2 separate regions of the Mus musculus genome follow, and region 2 is linked to region 1. A link is a contact called in public HiChIP or PLAC-seq data. All regions are on one chromosome and are shown on one strand. Each heading gives the region's core, a stretch centred on a gene start, on an enhancer-like site or on the middle of the called end of the contact. The rest is flanking DNA. Distances are from core to core; before and after follow the strand shown.

Region 1 (4,522 bases), core at 1,217-3,716:
GGAAGAACACCCATATACAAAAAATAAATAAGTGAGCAAAATCAAAAGTCTTGTGGTTTATGTAAGATGCATGTATTATATTTGATTAGTACATTACTAAACCTTCTTCTTTTTTGACATAGCATTGATATTGGTCTCAGGCTCCTGGGTTTCATGGACTCTCTGCCATCACCCCGCAGAATATTTGATATTAAGGGCAGTTACCACTGGCTGGTTTTGTGCCAACTTGGCACAAGATGGAGTCATAAGTGAGTCTCAGTTAAGGAATTGCCTTACACATATCCTACTTTAAGGTATTTTCTCAATTAGTGATCAGTGGGGGAGGGCACGATATATTGTGCATGGTGCCATGCCTAGCCAGTAGTCCTGGGCTCTATAAGAAAGCAGACTGAGCAAACCCTGAGGAACAAGATAGAGAGCAGCACCCCTCTATGGCTTCTATAACCACATGCCTCCAGGAACCTAACCTGTTTGAGTTCCTGCCCTGACTTCCTTAGAGACACACAGCAATGTGGAAGTGTAAGCCAGATAAACCCTGTCCTCCACAACTTGCTTTTTGGTCATGGCGTTCTGTCACAACACTAGAAACCCTAACTAAGATACCACTACATACGACCATTGCTGTGTGTGTTCTAATCTGTAGACTTCCCTCTTCATCTTACTTTTTTTTTTTTTTTTTTTTTGTCTAACAATCTATTTGCTGATACATCTGTAGAACAATCATCACTAAACTTCATTATAAGTTAGGTATGGTTGCATAGGCTGTTACAGACACAGCTCCCTGTAGGCTGAGGCAGTAGGTTCAGGAGTTCAAAGCTAGCCTGAACTATGTAGCAGAACATAGTCAAAACAAAAACAAACAGCAAAACCCAATAGAATCTTCAAAATGGATCAGAATATTAGGAGAACTTGGATTTCCTGGCTTCCAGTTTAGGTCCAAGTTCAGTGAAAGACAGTGTCTGCTTAACAGAGTCATAGATCAGGATGCCTGTTGTCCTCTGGCCTTGGCACACACCTGCCCCGGCCCCCTTTTATGCTGTGTCCAGTTTCCAATAGATTCTGATGAAGTGTTGCATTTTAAAATATTATTTATTTATTTTTATTTTATGTGCACTGGTGTTTTGCCTGCATGTATATCAATGTGAAGGTGTTAGGTCTTGGAATTACAGTTGTGAGCTGCCTGGTGGATGGTAGGAATTGAACTCTGGTCCTCTGGAAGAGCAGTCACTCCTCTTCCATGGCTAAAACCATCTCTCTTAGCAAGTGTTGTCTTTCCAGTAAGTTACCAGGTGATGCTCTTACTGTTGCTATGGTCCAGGTTTGGCTTTGGACCCGGGACAAGGGACTGAGGTGCATATTTTACAATCAAAGCAGACCTGGCCTCCAGGTTAATCCAGCATACTTAGGTTCCTACTGGGCATACCCTGTCCCCAAGTAGGCCCCTGGCTGCCTGCTCTTCCCTATATAATCCAGACATTTGTTCCTCTCTCTCTCTCTCTACCCCTCTCTCTCTCCCTCTCTCCCCTTCCTCTCCCCTTTCACCTCCTCCTCCTCCTCTTCCTCCTCTTGAAAGAACATAGGTGGGGGTTGGAGATAGGGAGGCGCCAGGCCAGTCCGGACATTCTTGTATGTCTTCCCTATCTTTATGGCTAGTTGGTTCCTGGGATGACTTTACAGCCTTTGTTCTTTGTCTTAGGCCCAAAAAGCCCTCCTAACTAGCAAGCCGCATGAGTCATGGACCTTGAATTTTAATTTTCTTTCACTTTCTCTCTCTGCCCTGTGTGCCCTTTCTCTCTTTCTCCCCACCCCCCACCTTGGTGATGTTTCTGGCCTTGGTCCTTGGGGGCCAGTGAACTCACTCAAGAGCAGCTTCCCAATAAACCTATCTTCAATATATTCTAATTTGGCATTTATTGGTCTATTTTACCAGTGGAGAAATAACCTATCAGTCCAAACTTTGCGAAGTGTTATTTTATACAATCTCATAGTCTAGATTTACCTAACTCTACTCACTGGTCTTTTTCACTATGCTCACTTTCCTAAGTCCAATTTCTGAATTGCTTATAGAGCTCAAAATTCAGGGTTTCTGGTTAGATACCTTGGAGTTAGATTTTGGTTTTGACATGTTTGATACGTGATTTGAGCAGACCACTTAATTGTCCTGTCAACACAATGTAGCAGCATCACGAGAACTAAGTACTTAAAAAAAAAAATGAGTGTTTATGTAGTAAGGTAGTGGTGCTCAGCAAATGCTGAATAAATTCAACTAGCTTTCAACCACGAAACTAGAGAGGGGCACATTGTCTGCGGAAGGCCTTGAATATCATAGAGCTTTGTTGTGGTTTGCATGCTTTTAACATTAGCAGGCAAACTCTGGCTAACTACCTGGAAGCAGTCTCAGGCTATTATTTATTACCTATGTCAGCCAAAGCCGCTGCTTTAAGCACCACAGGTCACGTGATCTCCATGGGTCACATGACTCCGGGAACAACATGGCTGCGCCCGCGCGAGAGCCGGCTCTCCGCTGCTGCATCAGACTGGCGCGAGTCTTCTTGCTGCTGGTGTTGGCGTGCGAGGTGGCGGGAAGCGATGAGGCCGAGGCCAGGGAAGGTGCGGCGTCCCTTGCGGGCTCGTGCGGCTGCGGAACGCCCCAGAGGGCCGGGGCCCATGGCAGCTCGGCGGCGGCGCAGCGCTACTCCCGGGAGGCGAACGCCCCGGGCCTGACCTCAGGCCCGCGACCGCTCGCGCTCACCAAGGTGCGCCTTCCATTCCTGGGGCGTGTGGGTGTCGTTGGCTACGGCATGAGGCCTCGCTGGGCCAGAAGAGGGGGGATTCGGAACTCCTGGAAAGGGTCGAACCACATCCCAAGTCTCTCAGCTACAGATCTCATTTGACAGATGTCCTCCCCCCTGCCCCCCCCCCCCCCACTGGGAGATGGGCAGGGGTTTGTGGCTGTGTTTATCACTAAAACTTAAGAGAGCTTAGCTTGAAGAGTGCTGTCCATTCTTTCTTACCTCTTCTTGCCCACTTCCCCCTTCCTCCACTCCGCCCTCCTGCTGCAGAGCTCCAGGAAAAGTCTGATGGATTCGGGTTTAAGTTCTAGTTTTAGTACCTGTGGAGCCTGAGTCTCCAACACTGCCTTAAACTCACTGTGCTCGCAGACTTGTATTTATTCTGTAGTGCTTAGCACTCCGACTGCAAAGAAGTATGGAGCCGAGTGTACTTTATTGCTTTTATTTATGTCTTTGTGTAGTGCATAGGTGTGTTAGATGTTAGTATGTACGGATGAAAACAGTGAATATAGAAATGGACCTTCATTCTACTTGCTAGCTTTAGGGAATTCACCCCAGGCCCTCTGAATAACACTTTTCTTTTGTACTCCTATCCAGTCTATCCTTGTTTCCCAGGTCTCTTTTCTTTCCTCTATGTTAATTGGCACTTAAGTTCAGGAGTTGGTGAGGGGTAACATCTCCTGTGGGTCTTCCCTCCCTTTCAATATTTCCATAGATTGACTCAGTGGTAGGTAGCAGTGCGACAACTAAAGATGCTTGTCTATAAATCCCCACAGCATTTTTTGGAGGGCAGTTGCCCAGTGGCCACTTGTCTATTTTGCTTACTGCAGTGCAGTGTTGTTTTTCTGTTACCTACTTGATGATGGAAAGAGTTTTAGATCTGATTTATTCTCTATGGATTTGCCCCCCTCCTCCCATCCCAGTGCCTAACCTATTTTAGACATTCTGTAATATCTCTTGAGTGATGTTTGTTTGTTTATTTATTTATTGGTAGCTACACTATTGAGAGGCTATTTTGGGGGTGAAGGTTATCGGGCACTTTTCAAAGAAAGCCTTTGTAAATATATACTTCTACTGTGTACCCAGAGAATCCTGTGCAGTCCATCGTCTTCTGGGTCATAGGTGAGGCAACTGAAGCTTCATGAGTCAAACATTAGTGCTGGAAATTTGGATCGTATTCCACCTATGAGGAATGTCTGTATACTGTGGCTGGACCAAGTTTTGTGTAGCTATTATAGCTGTTGGCATACAGATTTCTTTTGCCTGAGCCTTTTGTGTTAAGTTCAATCAGTAGAAAGTAGGCAATGGAAAAAGAGCCCTGCAAAATAATTTTATATGAGTTTATTTTAGTTTTATGCACAAAAAAATCATACAGTAGCAAATGGAATCAGGATAGCTTCAAATGAGAGGGAGAGATTTATGGATTCTCTATACTTGGGAAGATTGAGACAGCACATGATTGTAGACACAGCTGGATCCAGGGCACCAGGCAGCATCCCCAGGCCCATTGTTGGCTGTCCCTTAGCCATCTTACATTAGTTTAGGTCTGTTGTATAGAGGACATCCCACCTCCTAAACCAGTTGGAAGAGGAAGAATTCCTTCTTAGTGGCTCCAGGAAAAGTTCCCAGGTAAACTTTGAGCCATTGTCCTGTTCCCAGTTGAATTATTGTGGTCAGAAGAATTGGCCATCTGGAATAGATACATCAAACTAATAAGTTGTCTTATGCTA
Region 2 (4,522 bases), core at 1,505-4,004, 530 kb before region 1:
AGGGCAGCAAGGGCTATACAGAGAAACTCTGTCTCAAAAAAAAAAAAAAAAAAAAAAAAACAAAAACAAAAAGAAAAACAAAAAAAGTAGCTCAAAGAGTGTGCCCAGACACCCATTTCTAACTCTACACCTTATGTTCACTGCTTCAGTTAGTGCTTTTGTGGTTTTTAACTTCCCTCAATCGTGACCCCTTCTGAGGTCTGACAAGGCCTTCGACACATGAGCCTCTGAAGCCTTGTCTTTTGGGTTGTTTCTCTTTAAGAGGAAGGGGATTTATTTCGCTCATTATTCCAGGTTGTACCCATCACTGCAGGAAAGTCCAGGCCCCAGGAATTTGAAGCAGTTAGTCATAGCACGTCCATAGTGAAGAGCAGAGCACAAGAGCTGACACATGCACTGCCTACTGGGGTTTAAAGCTCTCTCAATTTGATCAGATGAGTTTCTTGTCTCTTTCTTTTTTTTTTTCTTTCTGCTTTTGGTTGCTGTTTTGATTTTTCAAGACAAGGTTTCTCTGTATAGCCCTAGCTGTCCTGGAACTCACTCTGCAGACTAGATTGGCGTGAAATTCACAGAGTTCCATTTCCCTCTGCCTCCTGAGTGCTGGAATTAAAGGCATGGGCTACCAATGCCAGACTGCTTTTTCTTTTTATTAGGATATCTTTTATGTTTTCTTTGACAATGTCATACATATAAGTAATGTATATTGACCTTATCAACTCCCAGCTCCCCACCGCCCCACTACTCTCCCAACATCCCCCCTTCCCACCTTCATGTTCTTTCTGTGTTTTCCTTTGTTTGTTTAGCCAAATGAGTGCTGCCTGCGGGGGTTTTGAGTGAGTTATTGGTCTGCCTTTGTACAGGTCTTGTGTACAGCTGCAGAGTTTATAAGTGCAACAGCCTTGTCTGGTTGCCGGAAGATAGCCTTTCACAGAACTCCCCCCTTGCTCCAGATCTTACATTGTTTCTGTTCCCTCTTCTGGAATGTTCCCTGCGCCTTCAGAAGGAGGAGGTTGTCAGGGCTTGGAGTCTAGTTCATATCCAAAGGGGAGGGATTTGTAGCCAGAGAGCCTGTTGGGATTGCCACAGTTGGTTGGATGTATCTTCTGAGAATTCAGAACATCCCCAAGTTGTATCGATATCTTTGGGAGCCTCCTGGTGGGAGGCTGGCAGGTGGCAAAGGTAAGGTGAGGCTCAGCTTCAGGCTCCTTATCTTCCTAACCAGCATGCTTTGTCACCAGCCTCAGAACTTGTGCCTTGGTCTCACCCTTGGTGTGTAAAGAGCCTAGTTTCATTCTGTCTAAACCCTACACCAACTTCTCCATTTTTAGGTTAATTGTCAGAGATGGGAAGGAACTCAAAGGGTATGTCCAGATAGACAGCCTGCCCCAGATTTTATGTCTGACTGTACCGCTGTGGGAAAGTGAATTAGCATCTCTGGGCTTCCATTGCTCATTTGTCCAGCGGTAATACAAACCTTCTTCTCATCATTCTTGCCACAGTTTGCAAAGATAATACATGCAGTATGTTTGAACTAAAACCAACATTCAGAAACAGGGATTCTTCATTGGGACCCCTTCTTCTGAGCCAATCACTGAATTCTAGCCCCCATCCAGCATAAGTGGCCAGCCAGCCAGCTGGGCTGCATCCTCACCTGGGATGGATAGACAGATGCTGAGAGCCATACACTCTCTTTCCAGTGGCTGGGGATGCTGGTTGCCAAGTTCCAGAAGGCAACGTACAGAAACTCATGGCAAAGCCAAAGCTGAGAGTCAGAAGTCCAGAGAGGCTGGACTGCAGAGGAACTGAGTCCTGGCTTGCTTAGAGGTAGGTTGACACTTCTAACCAAACGAAGAGTTCTGAGAACTGAGCAAGGTCTCAGAGATAATTCTGAGTCACCTGCTTAGAGGCCAGACGTCCAAAAAGATCTCCAAAGATGATCTAGAATCTAGGAGTGTCACTCAAAGATAGAGCTCTACTCAGGGTGCACAGAAGCTAGGTTGGCTTCCATCTCCAGTAGTGCAGAAGAGGTCATGTAATCCCGGAGCCTAATAAACCTCCCCCAACACACACACTTAAAAAGTAGACTATGGATCTCCAGGAACCCAGGAAGGAAGGAGGGAGGGGGCAGGGAGGGAGGGAGGGAGGGGGCAGGGAGGGAGGGGGCAGGGAGGGAGGGAGGGAAGGAGGGAGGGGGGGCAGGGAGGGAGGGAGGGTGCAGGGAGGGAGGGAGGGAGGGAAGGAGGGAAGAGGAGGGGAGGGGGAGGGAAGGGAAGAGAAGAAAAGGTCTTTGAATCTGTAGGGTCACTGCACAGACCCTGAGCCCCGCCTCCCCCCCCAGCCTCCATCTGAAACCCTGAAGTTTACTTTCTACATCAGAAGTCACCTTAACCACACCTTTGACACCTGATCTTCTCTCCTTAGCTTGAACCACAGCCACCTGACAGAGCCCAGAGGCCAGTTCACTTCCCCTTGCTCTGAAGACACTTCCTTAGGTGCTCTGGTGACGCTCCCCCGGGAGGCCCTGACCCCTGGGGGCTCTTTCCTCTGTCGGGCCTGCATACTGAAAATGGTTTTCAAGTGCTGCTCAGCTATCAAGTAAACCTCCTCAATCCCTTCTGACTGTTTCTCATGGGACCTCATGTCCAGCTGGTGGTATGCCTAGAATAGTTAGCCTGCTGGTGCAATTTCAGGAGAGACAGGAAGTCTCAAGTTAAAGAGCGTTTCTTAAAACACACAGCAGGGGCTCATGACAACCTCTTTCCCTCCAAGGTAGCATTTCCTCTGCCAAAGGCACTGTTCTTACGTTTTCCCCTGTAGACTCCTACACAGCGTTGGAGTCTGAGAAGGTGTTGATTGTCAGCTGAAGGGTAACAAGGAGCAAGACGGGTGCCTTGCACTTCAAATCGTTGTACCTGAGAGAATGAACCTGGGGATTGCCAAGAGTTCAAAGCAAGCCTGGGCTACAGAGTGAAAACCAATCACAAAAGCCAAAAGGACGAACCCATTCTTGAGGATAACCTTAAACTATTGATCCTCCTCACTTCCTCGCCAGAGTATCGGCCCCTAATATTGCAATGCCAATTCCCATGGGGAAAAAAAAGTCTGTTTTAGCATGTTTTTAAAAACATACAGGAGCTAGGCAGTGGCAGTGCACTTCTTCTTTAATCCCAGAACTCAGGAGACGGAGGCCGGTGGATCTCTGAGTTCAAGGCCAGTTTGATGTACAGAATGAGTTCCAGGACTGTCAGGGATACACAGAGAAACCTTGTCTCAAAGAAGATGGAGAAGGAGGAGGAAGAGGAGGAGGAGGAGGAAAAGGAAGGAAGGGAGGGAGGGAAAGAAAGGAAGAAGGAAAAAGAAAGAAAGGAAGAAAGGAAGGAGGGAAGGAAGGAAGGAAGGAAGGAGGGAAGGGAAGGGAAGGGAAGGGAAGGGAAGGGAAGGGAAGGGAAGGGAAGGGAAGGGAAGGGAAGGGAAGGGAAGGGAAGGGAAGGGAAGGGAAGGGAAGGGAAGGGAAGGGAAGGGAAGGAAGAAGGAAGCAATCAACAACAACAGAGCCATATAATCCTGGTGATGTAGCTCAGTTGACAGAGTACCCAGCATGCACACTCTGGGCTTCCTTCCCATCCTTTCATAAACTGACAGTGCAGGTGTATGCTTATAATTCCAATACTCCGGACAGGAAGCCAGGAGGATCAACAGTTTAAGGTTATCCTCAGCTATATATGGAGTTCAAAGACTGCCTGGACTACATGATGAGATCCTATCTTCAAAACAGTGAGTTAAGGGGCTGGAGAGACGGCTCAGTAGTTAAGACTACCAGTTGCTCTTGAAAGGGACCCAGGTTTGGTTCCTAGCACCCACATGGCAGCTCAATTATCAATAAATTCAGTTCCAGGGAATCTGATGCCTTCTAACCTTCATGGGCACAAGGTATGTACATGGTACATATGCATAAATGCAGGTAAAACACTCATTCACTATATATATGCCACATAGTTCCAGGTCAGCCTCTTCTATGTAGTAAGATCCTGTTTCAAAAAAAAAAAAACAAACAAACAAACCTACACACACACACATACAAAAAAACACACACACCATTTAGCAGGTATGGAATTCTACTACTTGCTTGGGAGGCTAAGGCTGGAGGACAGACGCTCCAGATCAGCCTGGGCTACTACAGCAAGGCCTTGTCTCAAAGCCATAGCAACATACTAAAAGGACAAATATAAAGAGGTGTTATGAGATGGAGAGATAGCTCAGTGGTTAAGAGCACTGACTGCTTTTCCAGAGGTCCTGAGTTCAATTCCCAGCAACCATATGGTGGTTCACAACCATCTGTAATAAGAGTGGATGCCCTCTTCTGGTGTATCTGAAGACAGCTACAGTGTACTCATATACATTAAATATATACATACATACGTACATACATACATTCATACATACATAGAGATGTTATTAGAGTTGATCTGCGCCAGGGCTTGGATCTGTATCCAAGGCTTACAACACCAAGGTTGAGCACAGT

What was found. HiChIP or PLAC-seq counts read pairs in DNA pulled down with a chosen protein or histone mark.
Region 2: an H3K4me3 HiChIP or PLAC-seq map of pro-B cells shows a contact between it and region 1, with 3 times the contacts expected there. The contact joins the enhancer-like site here to the promoter of Sumf1 in region 1. A contact is called at or near these places in 9 of 39 promoter capture datasets (the 3T3-L1 cell line, the C10 cell line, cranial neural crest and 4 more), 3 of 15 datasets of contacts at CTCF or cohesin (the NIH/3T3 cell line and large pre-B cells), 2 of 484 Hi-C or Micro-C datasets (muscle stem cells and nephron progenitors), 10 of 115 datasets of contacts at active chromatin or transcription factors (bone marrow-derived macrophages, embryonic basal ganglia, embryonic stem cells and 7 more) and 2 of 9 other capture datasets (adipose tissue and embryonic stem cells).

Annotation. Positions count from the first base shown.
Region 1 is chr6:108,183,527-108,188,048 of GRCm38.p6, reverse strand. Sumf1 (sulfatase modifying factor 1) reads left to right here and starts at 2,466. Exons shown (of 9, transcript NM_145937.3): 1 at 2,466-2,756. The coding sequence starts at 2,493.
Region 2 is chr6:108,715,828-108,720,349 of GRCm38.p6, reverse strand. Gm35359 (a long non-coding RNA gene) reads left to right here. Exons shown (of 3, transcript XR_377955.2): 2 at 1,698-1,824; 3 at 2,422-2,819. Among named protein-coding and RNA genes, the nearest start is that of Gm35359, 13 kb to the left of the region's middle. Within about 2 kb of position 2,754, at least 45 of the 459 cell types and tissues checked have an H3K27ac peak or open chromatin away from gene starts, as enhancers often do. A contact at or near this core is called in pre-B cells and pro-B cells, where this site is marked.